2 separate regions of the Mus musculus genome follow, and region 2 is linked to region 1. A link is a contact called in public Micro-C data. All regions are on one chromosome and are shown on one strand. The core of a region is the stretch at or near the end of the contact, and the rest is flanking DNA. Distances in the headings are between cores, read along the strand shown. Region 1 holds the start of Prmt8 (protein arginine N-methyltransferase 8). Region 2 holds the start of Tead4 (TEA domain family member 4).

Region 1 (6,400 bases), core at 2,899-5,398:
TTTGTCCTTTCAAAAGCTAGCCCTGCAAGGATGGGGAGGCTGGACCAGACATGGCCAGATGCTGGGAGCTAAGGTTCTAGCATGGAGATAAAGGGCCTGCATGTGCGTAGGCTGCAGAGAGTGGGAGTGGAGGCTCTACAGATGTCACAGGAAGCCCCAGCACCACACTGAAGATGTAGCTCAGTTGGTAGAGTTTGCCTAACATTCACAAAACCCTGGGTTTAATCTCCAGCACTGTGTAAATCCCACTGCAGTGGGGTCTCATGCCTAAGCACTCAGAAAGTAGAGTCAGAAAGATAAGGAGCTCAAGGCTTGCCTGGGGTATGGGAGACCCTGTCTCGAAAGAAAAAAGTGGCCCTAGGAGATTCTGGGATGGAAGACAGAGCAGGAAGTGAGGTCGGGGACTGCCCTGATGTTTCCCTACACCATACACAGATTATTGGCCACAAACTGAATCAGCTCATGAACAAGTTTAAGAGACCAAAATCAAAGGGGTGGAAGGTGTACTCAAGCCACAACGCCTCACACAGGAGGCTCCATGCCCTAGTATCTCACCTTGTTCCAGGTCTGAAGATGGTGGTCACAGTATATAGAGTCACAGCCTCAGTCTCAATACTACATGCCTCACCACCACCACTACCACCACTGCTACCACCACCACCACCAGCAGCACCACCACCTCCCTCCCCTGCCTGATAACTGCCATCCTCTCTGCCTCCCCTCCCCACCTTCCCTCCCCACTGCCTTTCCCTTCCAAAGCAATCGTCTCCTCCCACTCGCATGCACTCCCATTCACACATGGCATCTTGCTAGAAATAGCAAGAGTGGAGCAAAGAGCAATGGATTGAAAGTGAGGGCAATCCATACCCCAAGCCCGATTTAACCCGCCAGCTGGCCGGAGTCACTGCCTGACCTCAGGCTACTCTGTGGTCTCCAAGAAAATGGGAAACAAATACTAACCTTCGCTTCTCTCATAGCCTTAGTATGAGCACAGAACACAAGTAGTATGCTACCACCTGCAAGACGCAGGGAAAGATGTAACCGGGCTCTCCAGTCACAACTGTGTTCACTAATTTGTGAGCTCTTTGAGGGCAAAAGCCAGGCCACTAGGGTCTTAGAAACCTACTTTTCCGGGTACAGAGTGAGTACCTGCTAGAGACTGGACAGCAACCGTTGTCATTCCCGCCCCTCCCCCCCCCCGCCCACACACTCCACACATCCACAAGTGTGCTCTTGGTACCCCTAAGATGTGCAGGCAATGCAACCCCCTCAATACCCCACTTTGGAAGCACCACTTTGCTCTTAGCTTATTCCAAAAACAGCCTGCCCGTTCCTGGAGGAAAACCAAGCAGTAGTCACGAGGCCTGTATGCCTCACTGGGCACGTTTGACCAAGTCTGGGTTGCATCCTTTCTCCAAGGAAGTTGCTGAGAGCTGAACCTTCCCATGTTCCGCTTTGATTCATTGTCATCTAAGGGGTCTAAGACCAGCTGGGTTCTCTCTCTCTCTCTCTCTCTCTCTCTCTCTCTCTCTCTCTCTCTCTCTCTCTCTCTCTCTTCCTCCCTCCCTCCCTCCCCACTCCGTCGTCCTCCCCCCCCCCCTCCGCCCCTGCCACCACCGCTTCTACTGCTGTTTTCATTGATGCCTTGAGCAGAGCTGGCATGTGCGACTGCTGAGAAGGGGGAGCTCAGAGCAGCGGGGGAAGCGAGTAAAAATAGCCTGTCGCGCGTCGCTCTGCCTGCTCCGGACGCCTTTAACCCTCACCGAGGTGGAGAGAGCCGCAGCCGCCACTGCACACTGCGGAACGTGGCCCGGGTCTGCACTAGACCCCACACGCCAGTCCGGGTGATTGTGGACGAGGACCCACGAAAACTTTTTTTATTTTTATTTTCTATTTTTTTTTAAGACAAGTGAAGATGAGGTGGGATAGGGAAAAAGCAGGGAAGAGCTATAGCTACTGGGTTGCAGGGACTGCTACAAGCTGGCTGGCCCAACACTTCACCAGTGCGCGGCCTTGAGACTCCAAGCTATTTTTAGAAACCTGTTCCGCGGGTGGGCGATCAGAGGGCGGAGGGGGAGGGGAATGCTGAGCGTCTGGTGCTATTACTCGGTTTCAAAGACTCTGCTCCCAGGTTGGGGTGGGGAAGAGGATGGTCCAAGGAACGACATGCAGAATGGCTTTGCCCTAACTCAAGGAGAAGACATTAACTGCTGTATGCCCCTCATCTTCCAGCCCCAGATCGTGTTTGTTTCAAAATCGACAGTTGCCAGAAGCATGCTGCCTCTAGTGTCCAAGGAATGGGTATTCTTAAGCTTTGCTGCCTATACCGTGAGGCGGGGAATGAGTTGTGACCTCTAGGAAAGAAGGCCGGGAAAGGTCTTCACGTTGTTTTTGCTTTCCCGCAAGGCCTGGACAGTCTCCGCGCCACACCCCCATCTCAGCCCCACGCTGCATATGGGTTACCGTATGTGAAATGTACGGCAGCCCCACCAGACACTGGGCTATTAATAGAGCCCCGGAGTTTGCTCTGTGTCTTTTTCCTGCCACCGAATAAGGGATGATCACACACACGCCCCACTCCACCCCCACCTCGGCGCACAGTTCCTCTGTGAAGGTAAGGGGGCTGCCCATGCCGATCCCCTCCATGACTACAGGTGCCCAAAACCAGGGAAAAATCCCATTGTGATGACAGCTGGGTCAGAGCGAGGCGAAAGAACACACTTGCTCGGGACGCAAAGACCCGCTGGGCTCTCTGCAGCTCAAGGCCAACTCCGGAGTAGAGAAAGGGCAGATACGGGGCGGCCGTAAGGACTGCCGAAGACGGAGGGCAAGAGTATCATTTGCGGAGCTAGAGCGGCCTCCTTAAAAGCTGCTGCGGGACAAGTGGCCGCAGACCGGTTTCGCGCTGCAGCCCAGGGCGCACAACCCCCGCTGCTTGTGCGGGCTAAGCTGCGGCAGGCGCGGGCGCTGTCCCTGGTGCTGAATGGGGCCGCGGTCGGTGCGCCCTCCCAGGGTTCCGCTCTCCCTCGGCGCCTTAAGCACCCTAGGACTGCAGACCTCCGGCCCAGCTGTGGACTGGGGACTGCGGGGGAGGTCAGGTGCAGGTGCTTAGTACTGCCACCAGGTCGGCCCCCTAAGGCCGGGAGCTCTCCGCGGTGTTGCAGGGACCCATAGCTTGGGGACCACCTCGAGCTTGAAGGGTAAAGCCCAGGTAGCGGTGGGAGATAATCGGTGCACTGCAGGGAGCAAACCTGGCCCTAATATAACCCACTCCAGCTCTTCGTAAAGCCGGGATCCGGGATCACTATCGGAATCCTGTGCACAGGGGCAGGGGAGCCGGGCTGCCCAAGGTTTGGGACTTAGGGGAACAGGAAGGGAGCAGAGGGTGGCAGGAGAGGGTGATGGGGCTGAAAATTTAGATTTTCAAGGGGGAAAGGAACTGAGACGTGCACCGTCGCCCCCCACACACACTCCTACACTTCTCTCTCTCTCTCTCTCTCTCTCTCTCTCTCTCTCTCTCTCTCTCTCTCTCTCGGCAGGGACAAGCGGGATGGGGAAAGTTTGGCACCACGGCGTTGGTGGTGGCAGCAAGCAGCGGCGGCACACAGGGGTCCCAGTGGGAGGCAGGGTCGCTGAAAACCCCGGCCCGGTCGCCTCCTTACCTCGGTGCTTTCGACTGCATTCTCCGCCATTTTCCTCCGGAGGAGCAGGCAGCGGGAGGAGTGTTTCATGCCCATAAGAGCCAACAAGGGTTTGGGGATTCGAGATAGTAAAGAACGAGAGACGGCTGATGTGGCTTTAAAAGAGAGCCTAAGAATGCAAGAGGAGGGGGGAAAAAATCCCAGCCAGCCCCTCTCCCGGAGCGTCCTCCGCGACAATCGAGCTCTGTGGAGTCCCTCCTGCGGTCGCCACTTTGTTCACGTTTCCTCGCTCTTCATCTGCCTCGCATCCCTTCGCACACTTGCAAGTTCTGGTCGCGCTCACGACCCCCTCCGCGCCCCTCTCCCCTGCGCGGCGGGCTGGGCGGGAGGGAGGGAGGCGGCCCCGCGGGCTCGCCGGCAGAGGCAGCGGCTCCGAAGTCCGGCAGGCGGGAGGCGGACGGCAACTCTCCCAACTTCTGCCGATCGCTGGGCGAAGCAACACGCGTCCTGCTCGGCGCTCCCGGGGGCTGAGCCGGTGAGTGGGGGCGGGGTGGGAGGTGCGCGGGAGCGAGCGGGTGGCGGGGCGCTGACGGCGGAGACCCCCAGCCCGCCCCCGTGCCCGGGACCGCGGGGTCTGGGGGCCGCCTGCGCTCCGCTGCGCTCCTGGCGCGGCGCACACCTGGCGCGGGGGCTAGGGCTGCGCGCACGCTGCGGGGCCGCGCGCCAGGCTCCGGGAAGCAGGCGTCCACGAGGCTGCTGGAGGGTCTCAGCCCAGTGCAAGTCCTTCTAACGAGGGCAAGCACCGGACAAGACTCAGCCACGGTTACCAAATGTCTACGCCCCTCACCCCTCCCCAGCCCCCCCACCCGGTCGATTCCTGGATCCTTCCTGCGCGGATTACTGTTTGGGGCATGAACAGGGTGGGTGTCTGGATGGGAGGGGGAAGTCCTCAACTCCTTCAACTCTAGGTCCTCTCTATCTAGCTTTTCTTCACCCTCAGGACCCAAGACCAGAAGGCCTTCAAACCCCTCTCAGGAGGACCGGGTTGAAGTGAAGGTGGCTGCCTGAGGTGGCTTGGGAAAACAACCAGGAACAAATCAATAAAAGGGTCCGCGGTCTAGCTCCCCTACCCCTGTCTAGCCTGTCAGCCCCCACTCCCGGGGGGACACACATCTCTCCCCCTCCCCTACAGCCCCTCCCCCACCTTCACCCTCTCCTGACGTCCCTTTTATGGGAGAGAGCCGTGAGGATGTCACGTACCCATTAGGATTCTCTCGATCCTTTTTTAAGGGAGAGTTTGGGCGGCAGCGGGGGGTGTGAATTTTTATACAATGCATTCCTGTCTTCACTTTGAGAGCTTTTTTTCTCTCTTTCGGGCCATCTGTCAGGCATTGAGGGATAGAACAATGGGGGAGGGAGGCCATACTCAGGACTCTGTAGCTGGCTATCTCCGGGAAAGCTGAACCTTCAGGCTTTCTGGCCCACAGGTCAAGGTCAGGGACCGCACAGATGTGCCAGGAGCTTTCTTCCCGCTTCATCTCAGTCCTTAGTTGAGTTATTTAAACCAATCGCCCTGTTTAGTCTGATCATAGCCTTTGATAGCCAAGAAGTGTAAGAGTGACTGTCCTCAACTAACCCAGGTTCATTGAGGAAAAGGGCCAAAACCCAGCTCGGCTCACGGTGATAGATACTTCTATCAGACCAAGATCCTCAGGCAAAGAGAAGAGACATGGCCGTGAGCAGAGGTGAGGAGTAAAAAACGGGAAGAGGAGGGAGATGAGAAGGATTAAAGAAAATATAGCAAGAAGCTTGGGTTAACCGCACTGATAATCCCAAAACAAGAGTAAATTCCCCTCAACCTTCTCAAACCACAGACCTGAATTCGAGTTGGGCATGAATGAGCAGTCTTTGGCAATGCCTGATCCTTCTTCACTCCCATCCTGCCATCCTGCCATCCTGCCACACACAGTATGGAGGAGGGGACATAACTGCATCTAAAAAATGACTTTTACCTCCTGCTTTTCTTCCCCTACTCGTCTTCTCTCAGATAAGGCTCTGAGATGCTGGATCAAAAGAGGCTTAGTACGTATGCAATCAAATAAGACTAGAATAGCAAGATTCCCCACCCACACGTTGGTCCAGTCCTCTTACAGGTAAGGACTCCGGATGAAAGAGAAGGGGGCAATTGTCTAAGGTCCCTCGACAAGCTGCAGGAGCTTCAGTAAACCAGCTCCCCAGCCTCTTGACTTCCAACCCAACCCTGTCCCCACCCCACACTCCTTCTGCTTGTTCATCCATTCTGTGACTAACAGGGGAGGAGGGGAGCTGAAACAGGCTCCCACCGAAATAGGCTGCTGTTGTGCGTGATTATGTTGCTATGAGAACCTCAGTGGGGGTGTTTCCTCAGTTCTCTGTTGAAATCTTTTTACTGTGCTTGGCTTCTCCCCAAGTACAGACACAGCTCCTGTTGGAATGGGAAAGGGACATGGAGAGCTGTGTTTTTACAGCAAGAGTTTGCTATGCCAACTCAAAGGCAGCCTGGGGCACAGAGGTATCTAGGCCACTAAGGTTGCTCTGCAGCGACCTGAGGAAAGCATGGTGACCTATCACAGGTGATGCTCCGACCCTCCTCGAACACTCTTGGATCTGAGATTTGGTCCCTGCTGTGCACCCACCTAATTACAAACTCACAAATCATTGAAAGGTAGAGTTTGGGGAGCCGTGTTACTCTTGAATGTTGCAGGTAAAAATGTAGAGGC
Region 2 (6,400 bases), core at 3,103-5,602, 530 kb after region 1:
AGAGGCTGCCAGACACAAGATCTTTGCTGGTAAGACACACAACAGGGTGCTCAGTCTGAGAATGGGCCCTCCTGCTCAGGTTTCACTCTGAGTCAACAGCCCCCTTAGGCGGAGAGCCCCACCCCAGGGCCCACCCTGTGTGTCATCAGCCCCTCCCCAGTGCCCTCTGCACTGGCCCTAACACTCAACCGGATACAATCCCATCCCCCCCCAGGAGGGTCACCCTGGCCTTAGCACAGCTCCCATTTCCTGCCCCTGGTGACTCCTCTGAAGTCTATTGTTCACATTGCGTTTGGGTCAAAGGAAGCCGGGTCCCCACCCATGGGGACCAGCCTGCCCACCCTGGCCACGGAGCTGGCCCACACCAGGGAGCTGGCTCATCCTCCTACCTTTCTGGAAACTGGCCTGTATGACAAGCAAACAGATGGGCACAGATCTTGGCCTGCAGTTCTGGTGGGAAATTTCCCATGGATCCTGGCCCACTCGCTGAGAGCCCCAGGATCAACCACACAGGTGCGATTAGACTCTCCTCAACGTACAACCTTAAAGACAGACGGCACAGCAAGGAAAAACTGCCATGTCAGGGCTACACTGGAGATGGAGACTCCATGCTCCCAGGCAGGCAGGCAGGCAGCCTGCCCTACCCCAGCCTCCACCTGGGCCCCTGAGCTGGTGACACCCCCGCCCTCAGGGTGCCGGGGAGCAGCTGTTCAGCTCCAATTTCAGAGCTTTAAACAGAGCCGTTGTTCCTGCTTCTGCCAACAAGGGGTCAAGGGGGCAAAGAGGTAAAGCCACCCTCAGGATCCCCCAAGTTCCCAACTGCCACCAGACTGGCCTCACCTCCGGGAAGGGTGAGGTCCAAAGTCAGGAACTGATGTCTTCTACCTCCCCTGAGAAGGAAGAGACACAAGTTTGGCAATAGGTGTTGCTTTGTGACAGTCACCAGCACAAGACCGCAGAATGGAGGCCAAAGGAGGCTGTGACATTTGCATCCTGAGAGATGGAAAAGATAGAGCTGTGAATTGAAGCTCAAACTTGAGGCTCTGGGCTCATCCCTAGACCAAAAAAGCAAAATGACAGAAAGAGTAGATACATAGACAGATAGATAGATACATAGATAGATACATAATTGCATACATAGATACATACATAGTTACATAGATAGATGCATGCATGCATATGTACATATGTAACATACCCCCAACACATACCTAGACCTTTAGAGGAAGGACAGTAGATTTGAAAGCTATCCAGATATTCTCCCAGACTGCCATGCTTATATCCTACCATGGGGTAGTTTGCTGTATACTTTCTACTGGGATACAAGAGAAAATGCCTGCCTGCAAACATCTATCTGTATCACAGGATGGAAGACACCATCCAGATCAGACTGTTACAGTCTCCACACACATTAGATGAAAGTGGTTAGGGTCTCCACACCCAGATACTGGGCTGCACAAAGCAGGAGACATAATCCAACGTGAAGAGCTTGGGTTCCGGTCCCAACTCTGCCACTCAGAGCTTGTGCAATTCTAAACACGTTATGGTCCCTCCCCAGGTCTCAGTTTCCCCACAAAGGGGCTGGGCATTGACAGAGGCTCCAACAGTGCTCAGCAAACATGTCCTGAGGGCAGGCAAAAGTGGAAATGAGAATATGGGAGCTGGAGAATGAGAAGTACGTTACCTGGTGGCAAAGGGAAGTCTCCCCACCAAATGCCCCGTGCCATGGGCAAAATAAATACGATACACGGCAAGGTTTCCCAAAGGGTGCCCAGGGAACCATCACGCAAAATCCGCTAGTCTTACAAGACCCTGGGTCCAATTCTCAACATGGAAAGGGGGAGCAGGAGGGGGTTCGCCAAAGCAAGCTTAGGAAAACATAGGATCCACCATCTCCAGGGGCACCAGGATGTGCTGACAGATGCTTTGGGAACACCGAGTTTTCAGAGCAAGCTTTCTGCCCTGATTTTGGTTACTCACCCCTATCCCCACCCCCCAGGGTTACTCATCAGGAAACGGAGCCCAGGAGCCTTAAAGGTAGTGAATATCAAGATTCCTGCCTGAGTCTGTCTGACCCCACGCCTGTGAGTTTCTTAACCCATGATCTTAACCCATAAGAGTGTCTCTCTCCTAGGCATGGCCCGAGCAGGGTGGAATAGACTATCTAATCTATATCAGCAGGAGAGAAGGAAAGGTAAACACGAGCCCCTCCCCCTCGCTCCTGACAGGGTTCTCTGTTCCTTCCTTCCTTCCAAGAAACCCTAGCCATCACCTAGGAGTTGTGCTAATGAGCGAGAACACTGGTGCCAAGTCTGTCTGTGACTCTCACACCACTCTCCTGTCAATATCCTGGCCTCAGCTACCAAGTCCGAGGCTGCCTCCCCTTCCCAGCTGTCACTAAAGCATTCCCTATAGGGACCACTCACGTTTCCCCACAGAAACAAGGTAGCCTAGCTAACTGTGAAGAACGAGGGGGAAACTGAGGCAGAGGATCATCCAGTTTGGACCCAGTCTGGGTTCCAGAGCAAGACCCTGGCTATTGAGGAATGAGAGATTGTCTCCCCCTCATTGCTTCAAGGTTCCCACAGGTAGCACTGACTCCCCTGTCCTTGAAGACAACTTAGAAACACTACCAACCACTCAACAAATAGTATCCAAAGTGGTCAACTAAGCCTGGTAAATCCGACCTGTCATCCCAGCACTTAGAAGGCTGAGGTGAGACTGCTGTGAGTTCAAGGCCTCCTTGGTCTTTTGCTTCTGTCTCAGGAAAAAAAAAAAAAGTGGCAGGAGAATGAAAGCCACCTCTTACTAAGGTGGACGTATCATGCCAGCCTAAACTGCAGGAAACTTCTGTCTCAAAAGGAAACAACCTAACAAGCTCTTCTCCTTTTAGGGGGTCCACCCCCATAAACATGACCATCCTAGCCCCTAAGGGCAAACAAAGATCTCAGCTTTGCTTAGCCTACCAGCAGTTCCCTAAGGATTTTGCCAGAACAGGATCCACACTCCCTCACAGAGACAGCTGCCTGGAAGGGGGCAGGTGTAGGCAGCTTCCTGCCAGCAATGCTCAACCCAGCAGGGATGGCAAGAGGGGCACCTCCAACTACTACTGTCAAATTCTCCCTGAACACAAAGAACTTGGAGACATTGTCCCCTGCCGCGGTTCTTCAGGAAGAAGTCAGAGCCAGAACCAACATCCTCAGAGCGAGGACTTGGAGAGGAGAGTCCTGGAGAGGAGGCATCGCACACCCACGCCCACTCCGACACTCGGGATTTCAGACAAGCACCTTCTTCAAGTAGCGATGCACACAGGGTCGCGTTTAGCACAAACAAATCCTCCTCCTGGAAGCAAGGTGAGTCACTGCGCACAGATATCTCTTCCTCGGGAACACCCAAAACTTAAGGATGCTGGCGCAGTAATACCTATCTTTGAACTCACTCACTGAATCGGACGGAGTGTGGGTGTGCCTGGAGCCCCCTGACACGTGTGTGCACCGCGGCGCGCGCCCCTGGGCTGCCTGCTAGAGTATAGTGCCTTGGAGTTTGGGAACTCCGGTCCATCACTCCCATCACTTCTCACCGTGGGGAGCAACGGCGTCTCAAACCCTGGGGACCTCTGCACAAGGTCCAGGCAATACACCTCCCTTATGGGCTCTCTTCTCCAGGCAGAAAAGTAGAAAAGGGCCTGGCTGAGGCTCGTTAGTCTCAACTTCAGCCGAGCGACCCTGCTCTGTCCAGCCCCTAGACTCCACCGCCCGCACGTGCCCCACTGGCCCCCTAGTGTTGCCCGGGACCACGCGGGACGCGGGTGTCCTCCGAACTCAGCAGCCTTACCGGTCCCAGGGTTCGGGAGGCGGGGTGGGAGAGCTCGGCCGGCTGCGGCAGGTCCACGCGGGGCGCCAAGTCTTCCAGCCGCGGCGACCGCTGCGGGGCCCCGAGCGCGTAGCTGAGGCCGGTCCCCACCCCCGGGACTGGAGTTTGCAGAGGAGCCCGGCAGGAATGCACGGAATGGGCGCTGGAATGAGACGCGCGCGGCTGGGGAGGGAGCGGAGGGAGTGGCGCTGCCACCCGCACCTTTGGGAGGAGACCGGGCCAGAGAGAGGCTGGGCTCCACGGCTGGGCGGAGCCCGGGAACCGCGGGCGGCCACGGGACAGGACACGGCGGAGACACCCGGGAACCCCGCGGACCCCTCGGCGCCTCTCGCCGCTCGCACCCACACCCCTTGACTCTGATCTACCGATTTCCCGCTCTCATCCAGCTCCCCACACCCCCGGGTTGCGTTGAGTCCTAACTGTCTCTCCACCACCTCCAGCCGAAAACCGTCCCCTCCGCCGGGGTGGGGCGCGCCTCGCTGCGCTCCTGGAGTACGCGGACAGGAGCAGGAAGGGCTGTTCCCTTCCCCGAGGCTGCTACGGAGGACACTCGCTCCGGGAGCAGGAAGCAGGAACTCCCGGCTCTGCTCCCAGATCCGCCACCGCTTTCCCTCGCCAGCCCTCCCCAACATCAGTCTTTCAGTTCTTTCCTTGTCCCTTGGGATCTGCAGAACTGTCACTTCTCAAAGAGCAGGAAAGGAGAGACCAGTCATGGGTCTACCGGATGCTGGGAGAAATAATAAAGATTAGGTCCCAGCAGTGGTTCATAGAGAGCTGGAACTTAGCTGGTTACCCAAGGTACAGGACAGAGTCGCCATGAAGTTAGAAGTCTGAGTTTTAAAGAAGGGTGCCAGATCAATTTAGGAGAAACACGTGAGCTCGGGCTGCGAGTCTTTAGAACCATTTGGCTTAAATCAGTTACTACCTAGCTCCCGCATTCACCTTGTCACTTTGAGAAACTTAAAATCAAAGAAAAGCCTTCACTATTCCCCAAAATCAAACAATCTCTGAAGCACTAGCATTAAGCTTTTATTGGTGTGGCTCTCCCAGCCAGAGCTGGTGAAACAAACTCGGGCCAGCAGTAAATCTCCAGAATTATCTTATCGTTTGCTCAACGCTAACAACGCAAGATGGAGATACACATACTACATGAGGGTAGGGTAGCACGGGGAGACGCTGAAAGAAAGTATTATAAATGTCAGGGTTGTGACCGAGAGAGGCGATCTAAAGAGTCCACGGAAATGCCAGCATCACCACGGGACTGAGTATCTATCCAGCCTCGCAAAGCGAGGACTTTGAAGGATGCAGCCCTCATTTGGATGTATAACTTCTGGTGAGCTTATTAAATGGTGAGTCATAACAAAGCCTGGTCACATCCCATTCACATGAAAAGAACATTGCAAGGCAGCAAGCGTATCTGTGAGCGTGAAGTACAGACTGTCCCACCACTTAATTGGACACTCCTTCATTGAACCTGGTACCAAGCTCAGTGCAGAAACAGACCCCTGCCTTCAAGAGGTTCACTGTCGAAGCCAGACAGTAGTTCATTATTGCAAATCCACATGAATTTGAGAACAAAACCAACAGAATTAATTCAAGGCACTGGGGTGACTTTCCCCAGTTTAATGTCTACTCCCTGTGTGTGCTAGGCAATGCTCTACCAGTGTGCTATGGCCCCAGCCTTGATTCCTTTTGGTTTCTGAGACTGAGTCTACTGAGTTAATCAGGCTGACCTTGAACTCTCTCAGCTGCTCTGGCCTCAGCCTTAGGAATAGCTGGAATTCCATTACAGGTCTCTGCTACCAGGTCTGCGGGGTGACCTTGATCCAGCTCTTGATGGAAACCTGAGTTCACCAACCGCTGTTTCAGGAAGGTTTGGTGTGAAAATAAGAGCTAGTAGGTGCTACACACCAGTGGGGGTCCACATGTGAAACGACAGCAGGACCTGAAAACCAGCATGAACCAAAGACTAAGAGAGGTGAGCCCCAGACTGTGAGGCTCATACAAGCTATACTGAAGATGTGGCCGTCATCAAGGCCACGCAGACTCAGGACTCACTTTCTTGATTCTATCATTAGACCCTCTGATGACAGTATTGCATGCATATGGAGACCCCTGTCCTGTCCTAAATACAAGAAGTGACCCTGTGACTGAATAGAGGCTCAGGATCCAGAAATGAAGATAAGGTCATGTGTGATCTGCAGATAGAAATTGTCTTTGAGGCTGAGACAGAAAGCATTTACAGCAGGATAGCTGGCCACGTCTCAACTGAAGGAAGAACTCTGGCCAGCTGTGGCCAGGGCCAGAGAAAGTTAAAGCAGGCAGAGCAAGCATTCGAGGCCAGCCTGGACTACGTTGCAAAACTCTGCCTCAAAAATAAATATAGGGGCTGGAGAGATGGCTCAGAGGTTGAGAACACTGACTGCTCTTCCAGAGGTCCTGAGTTCAATTCCCAGCAACCACATTATAATTCACAACCATCTATAATGGTATATGGCGCCCTCTTCTGGTGGGCAGGTACATATGC

What was found. A called contact is a pair of places that touch in the nucleus more often than the background predicts.
Region 2: a contact with region 1 is called in a Micro-C map of embryonic stem cells, with 4 times the contacts expected there. The contact joins the promoter of Tead4 here to the promoter of Prmt8 in region 1. A contact is called at or near these places in 2 of 39 promoter capture datasets (embryonic stem cells and hippocampal neurons) and 1 of 484 Hi-C or Micro-C datasets (embryonic stem cells).

The regions. Positions count from the first base shown.
Region 1 is chr6:127,765,011-127,771,410 of GRCm38.p6, forward strand. It overlaps Prmt8 (protein arginine N-methyltransferase 8), which reads right to left and starts at 4,149. Exons shown (of 10, transcript NM_201371.2): 1 at 3,663-4,149. The coding sequence starts at 3,737.
Region 2 is chr6:128,296,461-128,302,860 of GRCm38.p6, forward strand. It overlaps Tead4 (TEA domain family member 4), which reads right to left and starts at 4,353. Exons shown (of 12, transcript NM_011567.2): 1 at 3,835-4,353.